Regions from separate parts of the Sus scrofa genome. Here region 2 is linked to region 1. A link is a contact called in public promoter capture Hi-C data. All regions are on one chromosome and are shown on one strand. The core of a region is the stretch at or near the end of the contact, and the rest is flanking DNA. Distances in the headings are between cores, read along the strand shown. Region 1 has its middle 8.9 kb from the start of PRPSAP2. Region 2 overlaps TOM1L2 (TOM1-like protein 2).

Region 1 (4,682 bases), core at 5-2,504:
TAAGCTGCACGGACCAGGTCTTCTGATTCTTTAAATCACCCATATTGCTTAGCAAAGTGCCTGGCAACAAAACAAGTGCCCAAAGACTGCTTTGGGGGCTGGGGGAATGAGATTAAAAAACAGAATAAAACGGGCATGAGAGAGCTAGGCGTGGTGGAGATGGTCGGAACTGGTTCCTGGTGGTGGTCGCACAGCTCCATCAATTTACCAAGAATCCTTGGATCATGCACATAAAAACACGTGACTTTTAACAGGATGTAAATTATACCCCAACAAAGCTGTGTTTGTGTTGTTGTTGTTTGGTCTTTTGGTATTTTTCTAGGGCCGCGCTCGCGGCATATGGAGGTTCCCAGGCTAGGGGTCGAATCAGAGCTGTAGCCGCCGGCCTACGCCAGAGCCACAGCAACGCAGGATCCAAGCCGCGTCTGCGACCCACGCCACAGCTCACAGCAGCACCGGATCCTTAACCCACTGGGCAAGGCCAGGGATCGAACCCGCAACCTCATGGTTCCTAGTTGGATTCGTTAACCACTGAGCCACGCGGGAACTCCTCTGTTGTTTTTTTAAAGTCTAAAGTACTTGAGTAGCTACCGCGGAAAAGGCAGAAAGTACGCAAGGCAACCGGGGCTGCGTTGGGAGCATAAAGGGGCTGATGTTTAAAGGGTGCACCTGGCCGTACCTGCTGACGCTGAAAAATTAGTAGTACCCGAGGCCCAACGATCCCATTCACAGGTCTACACCCAACGCAAGTGCGAATACGCGTGCCCACACCTGCGAAAGGCTCCCGCGACACTACTTATGCACGATGGCCCAAGCCCGACACCAGCCCGCCGCCAGCAGCGGAAGAGCTGGACGAACGCGCTGGAGCCCTGAGAACGGCTGTGTTCGCGCCAAACACACCCACGAGGGCGCGGAGGACGCTCCCGGGGCGGCCGGAGCCCTGCGGGGGCGCCACGGTCAATGACAAGCTGAGTCACGACAGGGGCCGGAGGAGGGGCCGGGACACGGCGCGCGGCCGTCTGGACGCGGCCTCGCCGGCTCGTTCGGTTCCGGAGGAAGCGCCGGCGCACGCGCTTTTCCAGATGACCCTTCACCCTGGAGGGAAAATGCAAAAGCCGCAGAGCCGGCGGCAGCCTGGTTTCCCGCCTCGCCGCCTCCCCCCGGCGGCCGCTCTGCGAACTGCAGCGCTGGCGGGCAGGCGCGCCCGGGAGGCGGGTTCAGGAGCACCTCGAGCAGAAGGAAAGCTCCGCCCATCGGCCAAGCCCCGGCCGCGTGCAGAACTCACTCCGGGGACTCACGGGTTGAAAAAGCAGAACCGGCCGGGGCCCTACCGGCCTCTGAAGTGGGTTGGGCCCAGGTCCCCCGCCCCTGCACTCCCGTCTCACCCCTCCCGGCTCCCCAAACCCCAGCCCCACCGTCACCGGCCTGGGCTCCTTCGCGGGTCTCTGCGTGGCTGACTCAGGTCAGGTGTGGAGCGCGTGACGGAGGCGGGCCAATCAGGGCTGACTGTCCTTGATTGGCTCGAAAGCGAGCATGTGACTAAGCCTGGCCAATCGGAGCGAGACGTGGGACTTTGGCGGGGCATGCGGGGTGGGGCGGGGCGCCAAGGCAGCAACCTCCCTCCTTAAGGAGGCAGCCCCTGGAGCTGGAAGCCGCCACCTGGTCACTGTCTGCAAAGGGGAGCAACAGCCACGTGACGGAGCCGGAGCAGTGCCTGGCCACATGCTTGGATCGCTGGGTCCACGCCTGCCTGACGTGGAATCTAGGACTACTCGGTTGCGTGGGAAAGTTTCCTTTTCTGGCGGTAAGGCAATTTCCCCCCACCCCACCCGACCCCAGTGCTCTGCCACTGAAAGAAGGAAACAGAAGGAGTGTGATGTCCCGTGATTCCAGAACGATGAGCCCTTGGATTGGAGGGAGTGATGGCGACCTCAGGGGTGAGGGTAGTGCTGCAGGAAAGAGGAGAGATTTTTGCTGTGACTTGAGATCAGGGAGCTTTAAACGGGCAAAATTAAGTCACCAGTAAACCACGCAGGAAATGAAAGCGAGAGGTGAACGTCTCCACTTTAGATTTTATATCTATCTTTCGATTCCTGTCATCAAAGTTTCCAACCCCATGGTTTGATAAACGCACTACCTAGGTTTAACAAGTGTTAGCCTTTGGTCTTATTTACATTAACGGTTTGTTAAGCTACTCATTTGCAGACATCATGACTAGAGGGGGAGGTTCCGAAGCAGAACTGTGAATCCCCCCTACAGCCTCAAGAACTGACTTTGTTCTGTGTGTCCGCACTGAGGTGGCTCCTGCAGGATCTGTATGTGCTGTTAAACTGACCCACAGCCGCCCCTCGGCTCAGTGTCCTTGGCTGCTGGGGTTATTTTGACATGACCTAAAATGTGTGGACTGTAGCTTTTTTTTTTTTTTTTTTTTTTTTGGCTTTTTAGGGCCGGACCCAGGGCATATGGAAGTTCCCAGGCTAAGAGTCAAATAGGAGCTGTGGCCTCCAGCCTACACCACAGCCACAACAACGTGGGATCCAGGCCACATCTTCGGCCTACACCACAGCTCACGGCAACACCGGATCCCCTACCCACTGAGCGAGGCCAGGGATCAAACCGCATCCTCATGGATTCTTTCCACTGAGCCACAATGGGAACTCCTGGGCTGTAGCTTTGCTGAAGCATGCAAGTGGCTCCTAACCTCACGAAGCTGGCAGGGAACCCTGGAGCCAGTGGCTCCTCTTTGCTGAAGTTGCAGCGACCAGAACGTGCCCTGCGCGCAGTGATCAGAGCCGTGGAGAGCTGTGTGGGGAGTACTCTGTGTCCTCTGCAGCACTGCTGCGGCTTCCTGTTCCACAGCCTCTCTACGTCGGCGAGGCGCTGGCTGAGCGTTGGGTATTGAGAGTTTCACTCTCAGTCTTACCCAAAACCCAGCGCTGTGGTCTCTTGTGACTTCTCACCTTTAAACACTTAGGCATGCACCTCTGAAAAATAAGGCTATCCCACCCAACTGAAAAGGCATATGCCAGAAAACTTTAAATTCTGCAAGAGCTTCTCACATCCAGTCTGTTTGCAAGTTCCCTCAACTTTCCCCAAAATATTCTTTTTCGCTGGTGTTTAAAAGAGCCAATGGAAGATTGTTGGCCAAGATTCGCTCCTTAACCAAACTTTGCTCGGACTCCCCCGAGCCTCGCTGACTCCGTGCTTTAGCTTGTCCTCCAAGAGCCCAGTTTCAGCAAGAATCCTGCTAAGTCAGTTTGGCCAGAATTTCCCACCCTTGCTATCTGATCACCCTGTGTATCCGCCCAAATTCCTCCTCCTCCACTGCCTCTAAGAGACGCCCGACCGCTCCGGCCTGCCTTCGGCCAAACCTTGTTTAGCCAGAATTCCCCCTGACCCTAATGTTTCCTCTTAATAATTTTCCACGCATCGAGCCCCACCCTTGTTGTATTCCCATGTTTAGCTTCCTCCTCCTCAGAGTTGAGCCCGGTCTTACGACGAGGCCCCTTTTCCCCTATTGCAGTAGTTCCTGCGTAAAACCTATTTTTACCACTTTAACTACTGGCAGGCTCTGGGCAATGTCAGCTCAAGGCAATGCCGGATCCTTAACCCACTGAGCGAGGCCAGGGATTGAACCCACATCCTCATGGATACTAGTTAGGTTCTTAACCCACTGAGCCATAAGGGGACCTCCAAAGCTTTACTGCTTAAAACATAACTAGCAAGCGTTCTCTCTCTCCCCTCTGCTGTGTTAGGGGCAGTGTCCCACGCAGGGGCTGCCCCGGGGCTGGGGCATTGAGGGTAGGTGATGTGGGTGAGGAGGCTTTGTGCTCCCAGTTGTCCGATGATGGACAGAGTGTGTGAAAGGACTTTGTTGGGAGAAGCCGGGCTCTTTTGTTACTGCAGCAGAACCCAGGCGCTCCTGACCTGGTGGTGCCTCAGAGACAGGCAGGCCTTCTGTCGGCAACTCTGACAAGCTTCCTGAGGCTGAGAGAAAACCTTTAGCCTCTGCCTTGGCCCCAGCTCCAGCCTCAGCCGTGAGCGGGGCCAGCTGCCCTCTCGCATGGGACAGCCCTGCAGTGATTTATGGGTGAACTAGCCTCTGCGGAGTCCACACCCTCTTCTTCCAGGAAGCACTCCCACTTTGTCTGGCAAGTGCTTTTGGCACCACATCCAGGACTTATGACTGTTGCAAGGGCCTTTATTTATATTTGAGATCGAAAAAAGTTCTATAACAACCCCCAATTTTTTTTAACCTGCAAAACTCATATTAATAGCTGCTTAATTAAATGCCTACAAAATGTAACATTTTAGTCAATTTCTTCATTTTTTAAACTCTCATGTGGACAACACTTTCAGGCCAGTGGAAAACATGGGGCTTAGATTTTCTCACTTTGCAAGAATTCCCCCCGAGGATGAACGATGGTTGCTTCGAAACCACCGCCCGTCAGAACTGAGTGAACCACCTGCGCCAAATGATTTCAGAAGCAAAACCATAAACATGTTTTCTAATTTTATTTTACAGCAAACAGTTATATGTTCTGAGACATGTGGGTGCCTTTTCATATAGTCAACGGGGGACAGGGAGGGACCGTCCGAGGGGGAAAGACTTGAAAGACGGTGTTTTGTATGTTTGCTTGGTTTTCCTAGTTTTGGTTCTCTCAGTTCTGCAGACATTTCCT
Region 2 (4,391 bases), core at 705-3,204, 330 kb before region 1:
CACACTGAGGGAGGCGGGGGTGGGGGCGTGGAGGTCAGACCCCAGGGAAAGGGGGTGTGACCCCAGAGCCTGGGGGGAGGAGCCAGGCCTACCTTCGCTGGTGACGCCCTCCTCCAGGTCGTCACCCTTCTGCGGGAGAGCAGAGACGCGTTAGGACCGCCGCCGGGCCCCTCCCCGCCAGCAGCCCCCCAGGGCGGCCTGTCCCCCAGGGCTCTGAGGGCACTTGTTCTTAAAAAGTCAAAAACAAAACGCTAAGCAGATTCTAGCCCGGGCCCCCAGGCGCTCTTCCACTCGGCGTCCTTGTCCCAGCCCCAGGCGGCCACAGGGGGCTGGGAGGTCAGGTCCACACAGGCAGCCGGGAGCCACGTGAGGCCTGGAAGCGCCAGAGCCGTGGAGCTCGAGGCGCTCTGGCAGGGGAGGGGAGGCCTCCCGGAAGCCGTGCCAGCCTCGTCCTGTGGCCCCAATCCCGTCCCCAAGGAGGCTCTGGGAGCGCTGAACCATGGGAGAGGATCAGACCGGCTTCTGTTTGGGGACCGCGAGGGTCGCTGAGAAGCCGGCAGGGACACGGGTGGGGAAGGGAGCCGAGGGGGTGGACACGGCCCTGCTCAGGGCTGGGAGGCCAGGCTTCCTTCGCAGCTCTGCCACCGACCCCCTGTGCGGCCAGCTGGGGGTCCCTGCCCCTTGACCGTGGGGCCCCTGGCCTCCTCCCAGGCACGGCACGGGCACTGCTCGCAAGCAGGGCAGTGTCTTCAGAAAGGCCCCCGGAGGTCTGCCCTCCGGGTCCTGGTGCGGGGAGGGGCGGTCAGCAGCCAGGGCCAGCCCGGCCAGCGCCCCTGGGGTTACAGAGCTGCTCTGCTCCCGGGAAGGGGCCCTGGGAGGAGGCCGCTGCCCCCAGGTCTGGGGGAAAGTCCAACCAGCAGGCCGTGACTCTGGATGAGCACATTCCTCCCCAAGTGCATTTCTTCAGCAGCCCGGCCTCCTGCACAGGGCGCTGGGAGGGAGTGGGCTGCAGGGGCCAGCGGGGGACCGGCCCGCAGCGGGGGGGACCGGCCACTGGCAGACGTGCGACATCCTAGCCTTCCTGCCCATCCCCGGGGATAAACCCGATGGGCTCGGGGGCGACTAAATCCAAGACACCAGGAGATTCCGGGGAAGTGGGGGGGCAGTGAGTTGAAAAACAAACACCCACTCCTCTCTGTGTATATTGCACAATTAAAAGAAAAAAAAAAAGAAAAACGAAAAATATACATAAATTAAAAAAATCAAAAAAGCCCAAACTCAAACCCCGAAAGAGCCCAAGCACACACACGCAGCTGCACCTGAAGAGGAAGCGGGACTCGTGGGTGTGCCTTTCGGAGGCGGGGGGTGAGGCTGGAAGCCCGGCTCTGCGCCCCGAGCAGGTGCGGACGTGGGGGGGGCGCCTGCCCGGCCTCCCTCCGCCTGCCTCCCGGGGAGAGTGGCCCCCGCGGCGGCCCCCCAGGCCCTTCCTCGGAGGGCCTCTGCCTCGCCACTCCCCACACGAGAAAGAAAAGTCGAGTCTCACCAGGTCGGTCCTGAGCCACACCTCAATGTCGTCCATGACAGAGGGCTGCGCCACCGGGATCTATGGAGGCGGCAAGCGGGGGGCGGTCGCCCGGCAGCCAGGCGGGGGAGACAGAACACCGGACACGTCAATGGTCAAAGCAACCCCAACGCAACCAAAACCAAAACAGACACGGAGCAGAACACGCTGGCACAGCAGGCGGGGCGCGCAGCAGCCCGTGCGAAAGGGGAGGGCGGAAGCGGCGGCTCTAAGCAGCAGGGCAGCGGGTGGCAGGGCGGGGGCACAGTACGTGTTCTTAACTGGGTAACTTTTTGTGCCCGTCCCGGTCGGACAGGGCGGGGAGGCCGTGTGGCCGCAGGCCCGGGCGGGGTGCGGTGGTCAGGGCGCTGCTGGGTGGAATGTTGCGCAAGGCGTCGGGCATTTCTGGGAGGCCGGCCGACGGAAGGCCAGAGCTTTCCTGCCACAAACAGGCCCAAAGCAAGGGCTCTGACGGCCAAGCGGACCAAGGGACTTTGGCTGTCTTTTTGTCGGGTTAGGGGAAAAATCCCAAAGCAGCCAGAGTGCAGCGGCCTCCTCTCAGGCCGCCCTTTCCTCCCACCTTCAGAGCTGTCGGAGCCCCAGCATCGGAGAAAAGCTCCACGGAGAGCCGGGCAGAGGTGGCGGGGGAGCGGGGGGCAGGGGGACCGGGCTCCCGAGCCAAGGAGGGACCCTCGCAGTGCCTGGGCCACCAGTGCCAAGGGCCTGAAACTGTCTCTGGCCAGAAAGAGTTAAGCTGCTGTCAGATGAGGTCAGATAATACTGCGATAAGTGAGAAGTAACCTTTCACCCCCTGGAGCCCCATTAAGGAAATGTCAGCTCCCCCCCAGAGAAGGAGCCGATGGCCCTTAATTGAGGTGTGGGGTCTGGGAAGTCCCTGGGGACTCGGACTCACTTCCAAGCTCACTTGTCAAAACACTGCCAGCCCCGGGTCACAATCTAGGGAGGAATCAAGGTAAAACAGGCAGTGAGGGGCTGGCCTCAGTGTCTGCAACGGGACCTGAGCGCGGAGAGCAGCGGGGCCCTGCGGTCACAGCCCTGCCCGACACAGGGCCACCCTGGGGGGTAAACCTGCCCAGAAGACCCCCATGTGGGTGGGCGAGGGCCTGGGCCCACTGGGGAGCGTGTCCAGCAGCCAGGCCGGCAGACCCCTCCTCTGGCTTCCACGCTCGCGTCCACCCCACCCAGGGGTGGGTGTCCACACACGTTTCAGAGGCTCAAGCCAGCCTCCGTCAGGTTAGGGAGGTTCTGTCTATGTTTTTGTTTTTTCTTTGCCTACTGGGGACCTAAGGACGTTTAAATGCTTAAAGAGAGCAGATTCACGTGGTTCCCGCCGTGGTGCCGTGGGTTAATGCTGATAAGCAGGGCCAGCGGGCGGCAGCCAACTGCAGCGGCTTGGGTCACTGTGGAGGTGCGGGTTCAATCCCCAGCCTGGCGCAGTGGGTTGAAGGATCTGGTGTTGCCACAGCTGTGGTGTAGGTTGCAGATGTGGCCTGGATTCAACCCCTGGCCCAGGAACTTCCGTGTGCTGCAGGTGTGGTCATAAACATATACGTATCAAGGCTTCAAAGCACCTGAAAGGACTCCTGGGGACAAGGACACCTGGTGCCCTGGGGGGAGACACCGACTGGCAAGCTGGCGGCTCCTGAGCGGAAGGTGGCAGGCACGCAGGGCTACGCGGGCTGGCAGGGCTTCTGCCCGACACACTCTCCTACGGAGAGGGCAGCTTTCCCTATCCTGATGCTTCCACACAGAACTCTTGCCCTCTGGGAGGACGTGGGTTGCGCCGCCAGGTTCCCAGAACCAAGCGTGCCACGTCCGAGCATCTCGGGGGAAACCGGCCAACAGCAGCTGCTGGGGCAATCTCGCGCCCCGGAGGACCAGAGGCCCTGCGCTTGCAAAGCTTGAAAAAAGACGCTAAGAGCCTTAGCTCCGGCTTCTGCTCACAGCTTTTTGTTACTGCTTGGAACCGGCCCCCAGGGACCGAGCCCGTGCTGAACTCTGCAAGAATCCCGAGAGCCAGCACGCTCCGAAGACAAACGCTGGCGTCTGAGAAGCCCCTCGCCTTCCAAACAACGTCCCAGTGAGTGTGGTGGGAGCCGGGGCCACTCCGGGGAGCAGGTGCTTGCGGCCAGAAGGGCGGGCCTCGGTGTCCCCATCTGCGACAGAGGCCAGCGGCTTCCCCCACTCACGACTCCAAATCCCTTCAGGACCAGGCTGGCGCTCCCGTTTTCTAGCGCAGAAACCCAGGGCTCCGGGGCTGATCCCTGGCCGAGAGGCCCTGGCCTCAGACGTGGGTCACAGGAACGCTCACATTGCGCCTGCATGGGGCTGCCTGGCTGCCCCAGCGCCTGGCTTCACAGGCTGCCTGCCTGGGAACTGGTGTGTGAGGAGCACAGCAGGACAAAATTCCCGGGGCAGCCGGGGCATCGCACACAGACCCGAGACCCTGCCCGCCGACAGGAGCCACGGGAAGCGTGCGGGGAGAGGCTGGACTAGACGGGAGGGCGCCGGGCTCTGTGCGAGCCCAAAGGGAAGTGGGCCATGCACGTCGGAGGACAGCGGGGGACCTGCTCAGGGGGCGGGGGGCTTTGGGCCCAAAGGGGACAGGTGCTGCGCTGGGCTCAGCCGCAGCCAGAGCCCTCGGTAGCCCGAGTCTTGCTGTGCTGGGGCTGCTCCGGGTCTGAGCAGGGACGCCCCCACCTCCACTGCGGGCCCTGACTGACCACGTCTGTGGCTGCTGTGACCGATGCTCGTTCACATCGGGGTGTCTTCCTGGCTGCACTGCGTGTGGGAGAGAGCCCCGACCCCT

The links. Promoter capture Hi-C pulls out the DNA fragments that hold promoters and counts their contacts.
Region 2: a contact with region 1 is called in a promoter capture Hi-C map of liver, with 3 times the contacts expected there. The contact joins two enhancer-like sites. A contact is called at or near these places in 1 of 5 promoter capture datasets (liver) and 1 of 2 datasets of contacts at active chromatin or transcription factors (alveolar macrophages).

The regions. Positions count from the first base shown.
Region 1 is chr12:60,394,388-60,399,069 of Sscrofa11.1, reverse strand. No RefSeq gene overlaps it. Among named protein-coding and RNA genes, the nearest start is that of PRPSAP2, 8.9 kb to the right of the region's middle. Within about 2 kb of position 1,254, at least 41 of the 83 cell types and tissues checked have an H3K27ac peak or open chromatin away from gene starts, as enhancers often do. A contact at or near this core is called in alveolar macrophages and liver, where this site is marked.
Region 2 is chr12:60,721,039-60,725,429 of Sscrofa11.1, reverse strand. TOM1L2 (TOM1-like protein 2) reads right to left here. Exons shown (of 14, transcript XM_021068013.1): 13 at 93-129. Among named protein-coding and RNA genes, the nearest start is that of SREBF1, 11 kb to the left of the region's middle. Within about 2 kb of position 1,954, at least 21 of the 83 cell types and tissues checked have an H3K27ac peak or open chromatin away from gene starts, as enhancers often do. A contact at or near this core is called in alveolar macrophages and liver, where this site is marked.